Linked DNA regions of Sus scrofa: all the other regions are linked to region 2. The links are chromatin contacts, called in public Hi-C and promoter capture Hi-C maps. All regions are on one chromosome and are shown on one strand. The core of a region is the stretch at or near the end of the contact, and the rest is flanking DNA. Distances in the headings are between cores, read along the strand shown. Region 1 has its middle 37 kb from the start of ACOT11. Region 2 holds the start of SSBP3 (single-stranded DNA-binding protein 3). Region 3 overlaps SSBP3 (single-stranded DNA-binding protein 3).

The links. Promoter capture Hi-C pulls out the DNA fragments that hold promoters and counts their contacts. Hi-C and Micro-C count contacts between places; a contact is called where the count stands out from the background.
Region 1: a promoter capture Hi-C map of liver shows a contact between it and region 2, with 4 times the contacts expected there. The contact joins the enhancer-like site here to the promoter of SSBP3 in region 2. A contact is called at or near these places in 1 of 5 promoter capture datasets (liver), 12 of 47 Hi-C or Micro-C datasets (adipose tissue, blood, embryonic fibroblasts and 7 more) and 2 of 2 datasets of contacts at active chromatin or transcription factors (alveolar macrophages and skeletal muscle).
Region 3: a Hi-C map of skeletal muscle shows a contact between it and region 2, with 3 times the contacts expected there. The contact joins the enhancer-like site here to the promoter of SSBP3 in region 2. A contact is called at or near these places in 1 of 5 promoter capture datasets (liver), 5 of 47 Hi-C or Micro-C datasets (embryonic fibroblasts, fetal liver, liver and 2 more) and 2 of 2 datasets of contacts at active chromatin or transcription factors (alveolar macrophages and skeletal muscle).

The regions. Positions count from the first base shown.
Region 1 is chr6:157,867,405-157,871,118 of Sscrofa11.1, forward strand. No RefSeq gene overlaps it. Among named protein-coding and RNA genes, the nearest start is that of ACOT11, 37 kb to the left of the region's middle. Within about 2 kb of position 1,762, at least 20 of the 83 cell types and tissues checked have an H3K27ac peak or open chromatin away from gene starts, as enhancers often do. A contact at or near this core is called in fetal liver and liver, where this site is marked.
Region 2 is chr6:157,909,805-157,913,602 of Sscrofa11.1, forward strand. It overlaps SSBP3 (single-stranded DNA-binding protein 3), which reads left to right and starts at 1,795. Exons shown (of 17, transcript XM_021096596.1): 1 at 1,795-1,943; 2 at 2,962-3,034; 3 at 3,258-3,319. The coding sequence starts at 1,888.
Region 3 is chr6:157,973,043-157,976,749 of Sscrofa11.1, forward strand. The region is part of intron 4 of SSBP3 (single-stranded DNA-binding protein 3); the gene reads left to right. Among named protein-coding and RNA genes, the nearest start is that of SSBP3, 63 kb to the left of the region's middle. Within about 2 kb of position 1,254, at least 6 of the 83 cell types and tissues checked have an H3K27ac peak or open chromatin away from gene starts, as enhancers often do. A contact at or near this core is called in liver and skeletal muscle, where this site is marked.

The DNA of each region.
Region 1 (3,714 bases), core at 512-3,011, 42 kb before region 2:
AAGGCTCTGGTGGGAATTCCCTTGTGGTGCAGTGGGTTAATGATCTGGCATGGTCACTGCAGCTGCTTGGGTCACTGCTGTGGCACGGGTTCGATTCCTGGCCCAGGGAACTTCCAAATGCCTCTGGCGTGGCCAAAAATAAAAAACCAAAACCCAAAACAATCATATAGAGGCTCTTGTGCACTCCTTGGTCCCAAGAGAGGACATAGAGTAGCCTCTCCACAAACAGTGAGATCAAATGTGCACCCTCGCGAGTGGCCAGGAACTTTCACTGCGCCAGCCCAGACCCGCCACGGCCCTACCTCTGTCTGCCCACCCTGCCCAGCCATCCTCCTGGGGCTAGTCTGGCCTCCCCCGAGAGGTGTGGAGAAGGGGTGCTGTCAGCAGATGGATCTTTAGCCAGCATTGCTCTGCCCCAGGCAAGCCCTACTCGAATCTCAGCCAGAATCCCCCTCCCATTTCCCACCCCCGTGGGCTGGGACAGACCTCAGCCAGCAGGCCTCCCAGCTTTGATCAATACAGGGCAAGCAGCCAAGGCGGCTGCAGGCTCCATCCTCCCAGGAGGCCCCAGCTCAGCCGGGGTCACATGGGGGAGGGGGCTGCAGCCTGGCTCAGGGACTCTGGGGGGTGGGGCAGGGCAGGGGAGAGCAGGAAAAGCAGGCGTCACTCACAGAGTCATTCCTTCCTTCCCCATTCACTCCTCCATCCACATAGGTTCCGTCCACAAATATTTAGTGAGCATCAACTATGCACCAGGCACTGTCATCCACTCTGGGGACACCGCGAGGACAAGACAGCAGCTTTTGTGGGAATGAATGTTCTAGTGGGGAAGAGAGACAACAGATGAAGGAATGAAAATGAGATGTAGTTTCAAAAGGTGATAAAAATACAATTAAGTAGGGTGACAGAGAGACGGGGTAGCATCTCCCCTCCCCTCCCACCCAGTGGTCAGGGAGGATGCTTGAGCTGCTGGAATGACCACGAGATGCCCACCAGGTAGCTCAGATCAGACTTCCAGAAGCAGACGCTGAGATGGAGATTTGCATGCAGGCAGCTTGCTGGGTTGCTCACCCCCACAAACACACGGAGGGGTGAGGGAGGGAGGCAGCGCAGAGCAACAAAGGGAGAAGTTGGGCCACGTGCAGTCACAGCAAAGGCCTCAGCTGACCCCCATGGGTCCAGGAGCAAGGATAGCCTTTCGGAGTTGTCCCACTCCAGGCAACCGGGCCAGCCCTTTGTAACACCCCACTGACCAGCCACAGGGTAGCTGCCCGCAGGAAGGGGTAAGACTTTGGGCTGTCTTCAGCGGAGGGTCCTTCCCATGGGGTCTCAGTGCTCTCAGCAGCTGCGGGAAGGAGGACCTCCTCCTCCGCTTCCACGAAGTGTGCCGAGATCTGGGGGAAGAACGTTCCAGACAGAGGGAACAGCAAGTGCAATCTCCCTGACGCAGAGACGCAAGCTAAGCCTGACCGAGGCACAGACAAGTCCAGCGCGGCCAGTGTGCCTGAGTGGAGGGGGACTCAACAGGCTGGCAGCCGGAGAGGCAGGCAAAGGCCAGTCCAAAAGGCCCTGTGAACCGTGGGACTTTATTCCAAGTGTAAAGGGTCACCCCAGGAGGGCTTTAAGAAGAGAGTGATCTGATAATTACCTATTAACACCACCCAGGCTTCTGGGTGGGAAAGGGGCGGGGCCAGGTGGGCGGAGAGAGCAGTTGGGAGCTGTGGGCGGGGCCAGGTGGGCGGGGAGAGCAGTTGGGAGCTGTGGGCGGGGCCAGGTGGGCGCCGCTGGCGGCTCAGTCCGGACGTGGGAAATCCCGGCTCAGTAAGAGAGGAGGGAGCCCCGGGATGCTGCGGGGGTTCAGGGAGAGGATTCCAGACCAGTCTGGGCTGCCAGGGGAAGTCCTAGAGGCGCTTCCAGTGTCCTGTGGCAGATACTAAGCCAGGTGAATTTGATTTTCCTACCCTTAAAAATCCTAAAATTGGGAGTTCCCCGTTGTGGCTCAGCTGAAACGAACCTGACTAGTATCCATGGGGATGCAGGTTCAATCCCTGGCCTCACTCAGTGGGTTAAGGATCCGGCGTGGCCGTGAGCTGCGGTGTAGGTCACAGCTAAGGCTGGGATCTGGCATGGCTGTGGCTGTAGCTGTGGCGTAGGCTGGCATTTGCAGCTCTGATTTATGCTGCAGGTGCAGCCCTACAAAGCAAAAAAATAAAAAAATTAAAAAATTTAAAAAATTAAAAATTAAAAAACCTAAAATGTGGATTTGGGAAGGAACCTCAGAGACACCTAGTTCTCCCTCTCCCAAGCTGGTGGCTAGCGATCACACAGCCCCTGTTCTGTACCACAAGGGATAAGGACTTCCTCCTGGATCATCTTCCTGGAAAGTTCTGAGAGCTGCCTCCATGCATCTGCGCCCAGGGGCCTCTGCTCAGCTCTGGGCCACACTAGGCACATCTGTTTTCCCTGTCCCAGAGGTCCCCGGAAAGGAGACCAGGCTCCCGTCTCCACATCTTCTTGCCCTATGGTTTATCCCTGGGAGGACCTCAGGCGGTGCCCGCTCTGCCCCGAGCCCAGTTCCTGGCTGGCCCACTGACTCACTGCTGTGATTTGCATCTGATGGCGAAAGGTATGGAGAGAAATCGCTTTATAGAATTTGTAAGAGATGCACATTTTCGTCCAAGGCTTGATGCCCGTGGAGGCAAAACCAGGCTTTGAGCTGAAAGAGCTGAGTTCTAGCCTATCCGTGCAACCTTGGATCAGTCCCTTCCTCCTCTGGACTTCGTGTGCTCCCCTGGAAATGAGGCTGGCCAGCTGGGTGGTATTGAAGAGCTGAAGTAAAATACTGTGAGTCCATTTGCGGGTCTGCCCTTGTTCATTCTGCAAAAGCGAAGCCAAGGGATATTCTATTTGCTTTTGTTATGACTCCTGGAATCAGAGAATTCCAGAATCTTGGGGCTAGAGCGAAAGGCATTGAAAAGTCTAACCAACTCCTCCTGCTCCATGACACCTGTTCTGCTGACCTTTGTTTCAACATCACTATCAGCTGACTGTCTGCTTCCAGAGCTTGTATACCTCCAGACATGGTGTACTTGAACTTCTTGATAAGATGGTTCTATTAGACTTTATACTGACTCACAGACTTCGGAAAACTTATGGTTTCCAAAGGAGACAGGTTGGGCGGTGGGGGGATGGACTGGGGGTTTGGGATGGAAATGCTATAAAACTGGGTTGTGATGATCATTGTACAACTCTTGCAGTTGGAGTAGGCGGGCGGTGAGCTCCTGCTGTGTAGCACAGGGAACTGTGTATCTAATCACTTGTCATAGAACAGGATGGAGGATAATGTGAGAAAAAGAATGTGTATATATGTATGACCAGTTCACTTTGCTGTACAACAGAAATTGGCAGAACACTGTAAATTGATCAATAAAAAATTTTTTTAAAAAGATGGTTCGATTAGAACATTCTTCAGGAGTTCCTGTCGTGGCTCCATGGTTAACGAACCACTGAGATTGCAGGTTCAATTCCTGGCCTCGCTCAGTGGGTTAAGGATCTGGCATTGCCATGAGATGTGGTGTAGATCAAAGTTGCGGCTCAGATCTGGCGTTGCTGTGGCTGTGGTGTAGGCTGGTGGCTACAGCTCCGATTCGACCCCTAGCCTGGGAACTTCCATATGCCGGGGGTCCGGCCCTAGAAAAACCAAAAAAAAGAAAG
Region 2 (3,798 bases), core at 545-3,044:
CTACTTGAAACGTGTTTTCCCCAGGACACTGACCTATCCTTTAATTGTTTGGTGCGAGGCATGTTAGGGGGAGGGGCGTTACTTGTTTATTGGAACAGCGCAGTTAAAAAAAAAAAAAATCAACCTAGGCTAACAGTTTCAAGGCTCCCCTAAAGATGTATCCAAACAGGCAGCCAATCAGCGCTTACACAGCTTTTTCTGCTTGACTCTTTTAAAGAGACAGTGCCGACAGTGTTTTATCGCATTTAAAGAGAACCGCGCTCTAAAAACAGTCTGAAAATGGGGGAGTCTTCCCCTGTTTCGTTGGTTTCTGGTCTCGAGAGTCTCTGGTGAGGGACACTCAGTGTGTCCTCGGGTTCTTGGCGTGGGCAGAAAGGAGTCAGCAGCAAATAGCTGGGTCACTCTGCCAGCCTCCCCCCCTCAATTTCCCATTGTACACCTGGGTCACTGACAATGGAAGCTTCCCCTCCCCCCACTCCTGACTCTCGTCTCCCACTCCCCAATTTAGCTCCATTTATTTGAAGTTTGCAGATTTCTGCGGCGCGCATCTCGCATCGCTGGGCGCCCAGGTGATGCCCTCCTACCCCGGGATAGCACCGTCTCCCGTGGAGAAGCCGAAGGGGTCTAACTTACTAGGGCGGGCAGACCTCCGAAATTTGGGAGCGATCACTCTGCCCTCTCTTAGCCCAAGTCCTCAGTACCTCCCTCCCGGGCTCCCTAAAGCAGGCCAAGGGCCATTTTCGCGCGACTCCACTTTGGGGTTTTCCAAAGTATTTTAATGATCTAGTAAAGGAGCAGCCGCGCGCCTCGGCGCCGGCTCGAGCCGCCCAGTTCGCAGCGTGGAGCCCCGGGCCCGGCGCTCCGAAGCCAGACTGGGCGAGGGAGAGGACAGGGGGCGGGGCAGCCGAGGGGGGAGGGTAGGAGTCTGGGGAGGGGGTCGGGGTCGGAGCCGGGGGTGGGGGTGGGTGGGGGACCGGCGAGGGGGAGGGGGAGATAAGGGCTGGGCCAGCGCAAGCTGCGGCGGGGGGAGGTGAGGGGCAGATAAGGGAGAGGGACGTGGCGGGAGGGAGCCGGCGGCGCTCCGCTCAGGGGTCCGCGCCCCCTCCCCTCCGACTCTGCCGCAGCGCCCCCCCTCGCCCCCCAGTGGTCCCAGCCTTGGAGAGCGCGGGTCGGGACCCCTCCTCGCAGGGGCTGGGAAACTAGACCTCCCCCGTCCCGATTCGTGTCCCCTCCCCACATCTACAGCAAAGAGAGGCTCGCGCCCCCGAACACCCCCGATTCGCTCGCAGGAGCAGGAACAGCGGCTCCTCGGAGGCGGCCGCAGCGGGGACTGCCGCGGTCGGGCGCTGACAGGGCGTCCCTCCCGGGCCGCCCCGGGCCCGCCCCCTCGTGCCAATTGGTCTAGGCGCCCATCAATCGCGGGACGTTGACGCCCGCCTAGCTCCCTCGCCCGGGTAGCCACGTTCGGTTGAGCTCCAAGTAGACCAGCGGCAGCGGCGGCGGCGGCAGCGGTGCTGGAGGCGCAGAGGGCGGCGCAGGCGGAGCCGGGCGGGCGGCGCGCGAGCGAGCCAGCGGGCAGCCGGGCCGACGGGCGAGCGGCGGCGGCGGCGGCGGCGGCACCGGCACCCCAGGCCGAGCCGGCGCGGGAGGAGTTCCAGGGCAATGGGGCCGCGGCCGGGGCTGACGCTTTGACAGCTGGAAAGAGCGCGGAGCCAGCGCCTGGGGGGGAGGGAGGGGATCGCGGCTAGGAAAGCGCGAGCGAGTGAGCGAGCGAGCGCCGGGGAGGGGGCCGGGAGCGAGGGGGCAGCTCGGGAGCAGCCGGAGCGGTAGCGGCGGCGGCGGCGGCGGCGGCGGCGGCGAGGCTCGGCGCCCTCTTCTCTGCAAAACATGTTTGCCAAAGGCAAAGGCTCGGCGGTGCCCTCGGACGGGCAGGCTCGGGAAAAGTAAGCCCTATTTTCCAAGTGGCGGCCGCGCTGCCGCCGGGCTGCGGGCGGGTGGTGGGAGGCAGGTGGGCGGGCGGGGGCTGCTGCGTCCCGGGCCCCGGGCCCCGGCACCGCCTGCCTGGCCCCTTCCCGAGGCCGCGGCGGGCGGCGTGGGAGAGCCCATTGTTGGGAGCCGGCGGAGGTTGGGGCATCGGGGGGCGCCGCCGGAGGATGGGGTACTTGGGGGCCGCGGGGCGTGCCGGGCACGAGGGCCTGCGGTGAGGGGTGGGCGAGGTCCCGTGAGCGAGCCTGGGCGCCCACCCAAGCCGGGGCGCTCGCCGCGGTGGCCGCACTTTGCCCACCGGGCGCGGGCAGAGGGCGCGTGGCTTCTGCAGCCCCGAAGGCTCCTTTTGTCCGCCCGCGGCGTGAGGAGTGCGTGCCGGGGGCTTTGTTCGGCCGGGAGAGCTCTCCCTTCCCTGCCCTCGGCCTCGCCGCCGGCCCCGGGCCCTCCGGGGCGCCGGGCTGGGTAGGGACGGCGGCGCCGGCTTGGCTCCAAGCTTGGGGGACAGTTGTTTTGGGGGGAGGTGGTGAGGGTGGCGCTTTGCTGTCCTCTCCGGAGCGCGCGGAGCACCCCAGAGTCCCGGACGGAGTCTCCCCGACTCTCACACCTGGAGACAGGGTGGCAAGGAGTGGGTAGGGAAAAGAAGCGAGGCTCTGGGGGTCGGATGGCTTGCGAGTTTGAGAGATCTCGGTGGGTTTGGCTGCGACGCTGCTTGGAAGTTCAAGTTCGGGGGCTGCTCTTCAGCCTCTGCGTTTTGAAGTAACGCCTCTCCTGGTCCCCATCCCCTAGCTGTTCGCACCCGTGGCTCCGGGCAGGGTCGAGGTAGCTGCTCACCTCTGGTTGGGGCCACAATGGGCCAGCGTAGACAGGGCTGGGAGCCGGCCGGCAAGGTCCAGGAGCGAGCACCCGGTGTGATCTGACGCCTTCCCTCCCTCTCCCTCTCTCTCTCTCTCTCTGTGCCCCCTGCCCACTTTCCAGGTTAGCTTTATACGTCTACGAATATTTACTGCATGTAGGAGCACAGAAATCTGCACAGACCTTCTTATCGGAGGTGAGTGGAACTTCCCCCCTCATCCAATTTCTTGACACCCCCTCGTCCCCACTATTCTTAAAGCCTTTGTTTTCTGGAGCAGCCACTGTGGCCACCATTTTGAATTTTTATCACCTTTTGGCATTTATTGTTAGTTGGTCCTCACAGCCTTTTGGCTCCGGGAAGCCCCCAGCCCACCCCTTCTCTCTGCTCCTCTAAGCTGTCTCTGCTCTCTCCCTTCCAGATTCGATGGGAAAAAAACATCACGTTGGGAGAACCGCCTGGGTTTTTGCACTCGTGGTGGTGGTAAGTTTGTGTGATAGTTGTGTGTGTGTTTGTTTTGTTCCGAGGCCCAGGTCTAAGTGAACAAAGACGTGCGGTCTGGAGCAGACCCCCCCCTTCCCATGCCTTAGCCCTCAGCGTCACCCAGAGCAGGGCACCCCTGGGTTCTCAGGCCTGGCCTGGCAAAGGGGGAAGAGGGCAGAGGAGGTCGGTGCCTAAAAGTTTTTGCCTCCTCTGTCCCCTCCTGTTGAGAATCTACTGAATCGTGCGTGGTGCTCGGGCAGAAACTCCTGACTTGTACATCGCACTCCGAGGCACTAGGCAGAGGCTTGGAAAAAACCTGGAAGGATTTTTGTCAATTCTGCATGCTGCTTTAATTAGAGGGAGCGGGGGCGGGGCCGGGCGGAGGGGGTACCAGGTCTGTTTAACAACTGGCCTGGCTCTTCCTTTTTCTCCTTGGAGCTCCTACCTTGAGAGAAAAACCTTTGGGGACCTTTTCAGGC
Region 3 (3,707 bases), core at 4-2,503, 63 kb after region 2:
TTTGATGGCCTGATTTATATCTTACTGGTATGGCTTATTTCTTAACCATGTCCTTGCCCTCAGGAGGTCAAGTCCAGGAGGGTACTATCTGTCCACCCGGCTCATTGAGCCCAGCACCTGGCCAGAGGTACGACTTGGCCACCATGCCCCTTGCCCATGTGCTTCCTCCGCTGCCAGGTGCCCAGCTTCCTGCCACCATCTTCCTTCTAAGCCCTCTGGGCTCCTCGGAGCCTGTGGAAGCCCAGACCACCTTCCTCTGGTTGCTGAGTGGCACGTCCCTTCCTGAGCTCCTAGAGCCTGCGTCAGTCGCACGTGGCTTCCCTTCCCGGAGGCGCTGCCCACACTCCCAGCTGCCTGTGGCTCTCCCAGCTCTTTGCTTCAGCCCAGAGGTCTTGTAACTGATGTTACCAAGAACCACTTTCCGTTCCTTGGGGACAGGGGGGGCCTGGGGTGTCATCCTCGCTCCAAATCCTAAAGCCCAGGAGGACCTTGGGGTGGGGGGGGCCTGAGTGTGTCAAGCAGACAGGCTTGTACAGAACGATGGTTTTGAACCTTTTCGGTTCACAGAACCCTGTGAGACTGATATGCAGTCAACTGGGCCTGATAATCCAGGGGTTTGCAGACCCTTTGAAGGCCTTCAGAGGCAGACACATCCCCCAACCGCTGGCTGCTGTGGCTTCTTACTGTCCACTTTGCCTTCTGTAGGAGAGCAGCAGCGATAGTTACCTGCCAGTTACGCTGTTGTGACCGTGACCGTGGTGGTTCTAGCGACTCACATTTGGTTGTTTCCCTTGTCCTCGCCATGACCCAGTGAGGAAAGGACCACCAGTCCCATTTCAGAGATGAGAAAGCCAAGGCTCCGAGAGGGGAGGTGACGTGCCCAGGGCCCTTTCAGTGTTGGAACCCAGGCTGCGTGGCTTTGGAAGGAGTGCCCGAACACCTGATCCCCAGTAAGGAATGTAGCAGGTGCTCACTAAATGGTAAATGCCGTTAAAGGCAGCAGAGTGTCAGGCCACAGCCAACCTATTGGTGGGGGGCTTCCCCTCCCCCATAGGCAGCCCACCTGTCCTGAGTACCCTCCTGGTGCAGGATCCAGGCTCCGGGGTTTGCGGGCAGGCGGAGGCGAGCGCAGATCCGCCAATCCCGGGAAATGTGTAAAATCCTGTTCCTGAAAACCGGCCGGGTTCTCAGAGTGTCCCGGCTGGCGTGTTTTGCTAGTCACGAAACATGATCCATACGCTGTATTTTAGGACTCCCCATCTGTCGGCATCGGGGAGGGCTTTCACTTGCGGGAGCGCAGAGCATGCCAGCTCCCCCGGGGCGGGGGGCGGGCAAGAAGGATCTGGGGCAGCAAGTGGATCTGCTCCTCCATGGAGGGTGCCTTCTACCGGGTCGGGTGGGGCCTGAGGGGTGGGGGGTGGGGGGTCCTTGGGTGTGTTGGTCAGCAGCATTGCAGATCCATTGGCAAGTGGATTTCCCATTGCTTCACACCGTTTCTAGACGGGTCTCCACTTCTTCCTTAAGCAAAGCAAGGTACAGGGAGGGAAAGTCTCTTATCCAGGGCCAGGGCCATAGCAACGTGGGATCTGAGCCGCGTCTGTGACCTATGCCACACCTCACGGCAGCTGGGGGTCCTTAACCCACTGAGTGAGGCCAGGGATCCAACCTGTGTCCTCATGGATGCTAGTTGGGTTTGTTAACCGCTGAGCCACAATGAGAACTCCCTCTTATCCAGTGTTTCAAGGCGGCCAAGAGGCTAAGCTCCGATTCGAACTCAGGTCTTTAGACTGTGTCCTGTGCTCTGTCCTGCCGTGTCTGCCCTCCTCTTTCCTGGGTTGTGCCACTGTGGGTGGTGCCGGGCAGGTGGGAGGTGTTGCCTGGAAGTGGGGGCCAGGGAGGGAGGGAGGGCAAGCCTTGCCCTTGGGCCCACTTGGCAGGGAGCACTCAGGCCTTGCCCCACGCCCCACCCCTCTGGCCTGCTGGGGTAGAGGACGAACGCTAAGAGGGCTATCGATCCACTCTCCTCGGAGGGAGGGCGCAGCGCATTCAAGCTTTCTTTTTAAAAATGCATTAACCTGACCGTAAGCAGGCCCCGGTTTAAAAATAAATAAACATAAGACTAGAAGCAAAACAAGTGGGAATAGGGGGCAGGGATGGAGCAGATCCTTAGAAAAATGAAAAAGGGTGTCTGAGGAGGCTCCTTCTCCATGTACGAGCCAGGTCCGGGCCAGGATGCCATGTCTGAATTCCGGGACCACCCTGCTTGGCTGTGCCCTGGGCCACCTGCTTCTTTCCTGGCGCTGTCTGTGCAGAGAAACTTTACCTAAATCCAAAGGTTCCGGGAAACCCCTCTGGGCGTCGGGAAGGGTAGAGGGGGCTGGAGGAGGCCCCGCAGAGCGTGGCTGAATCCATGTTTGAAAGCCTGCCTTGCCAGCCCTGTCTTGGGCAGTTCGGTCTCTGTCGTTTGCTCTCGAGCCACACGGGCCGTCTCTTGCTTTCTCGGAAGTGCCTTTGCACATGCTGTTCCCCCTGCCTGGAAGGGGCGTCCATCCCTTCCCTTTCTCCCCCGTCTGGTCTCCAGGTTAACACCTGCTCTTCCTTCAGCCCTCAGCCTAAAGGGCACTCGCGTCCTAACCCGCGTGGGTCAGGCCTCCTGTCTCACACCCTCAGGGGTCCCAATTCTCTTCCGTAGCTCTTGCCACAACGTAATACAAGAATTCACTTCCATTTTACAGCATTTAGTAATGAAGCCTGGGAAAGGCGGAGATGGGTCACTCCTGTTTGTTCAATATTCACTGCCCAGCTTGGCACAGGAAAGGGGTTATAAATCCTTGTGGAATAGGTAGATGGCGGGTCAGGGTCTATTCCATTTGGCCCGTGGGTACGGTGTGGGTAAGGGTGGAGGGGAGAAAAGTAGTCAGAATTCACCGTGATTTTCTAATGTTCCTAGAGGTCATTATATGAGGTGAGGTCAGGATATGGTTTCAGAGGGGGGGCCCCCACCCCTTGAAAGGAGACTTTTTTTTTTCCTCCCCCTTTTTAGGGCCGCATCTGTGGCATATGGAAGTTCCCAGGCTAGGGGTCTAATCGGAGCTGCAGCTGCTGGCTTACGCCACAGCCACAGCCACGCAGGATCCAAGCTGTGTCTGTGACCTGCACCACAGCTCATGGCAATGCTGGATCCTTAACCCACCGAGCGAGGCCAGGGACTGAACCTGCATCCTCATGGATGCGAGTTGGGTTTGTAACCTATGGAGCCACAGCGGGAACTCCAGAAGGAGGAGACTTCTGCCACCGGAGCAGTAGGTCAGGGTGCAGTGCTCCAGAGCTGGCCCCTCTCCAAGGCTGTCTGGCCACCCCTTTCCCCTGGTGGGTGGGAAGGTGTGTAGCCAGAGAACAGAAAGAACTTGGCCAGTATCTCACAGCGGAGCCCGTGAAGGCTATTCCTTGGGCCGCAGTTAAATTGTTTAAAGGTGATTAATCCAGTACCAGGTACCTCCTGGATGGGCATCTTTTCACTGCCCTGCACGGTGGTGGCTCAGGGTGGTGGCGCCAATTTGTGGAGGAGGAAATGGGAGGTACAGTGAACTTTGGTTGCTTGTTGCAGGATGAGGCAGAGGCAAGGCGGTGTTGTGGTGTTGGAACTCCAATCTTTGGATTCTGTAGCTTGGTACCTCCCAGGGTGGGGGCCTCAGCGACAGCCTTGG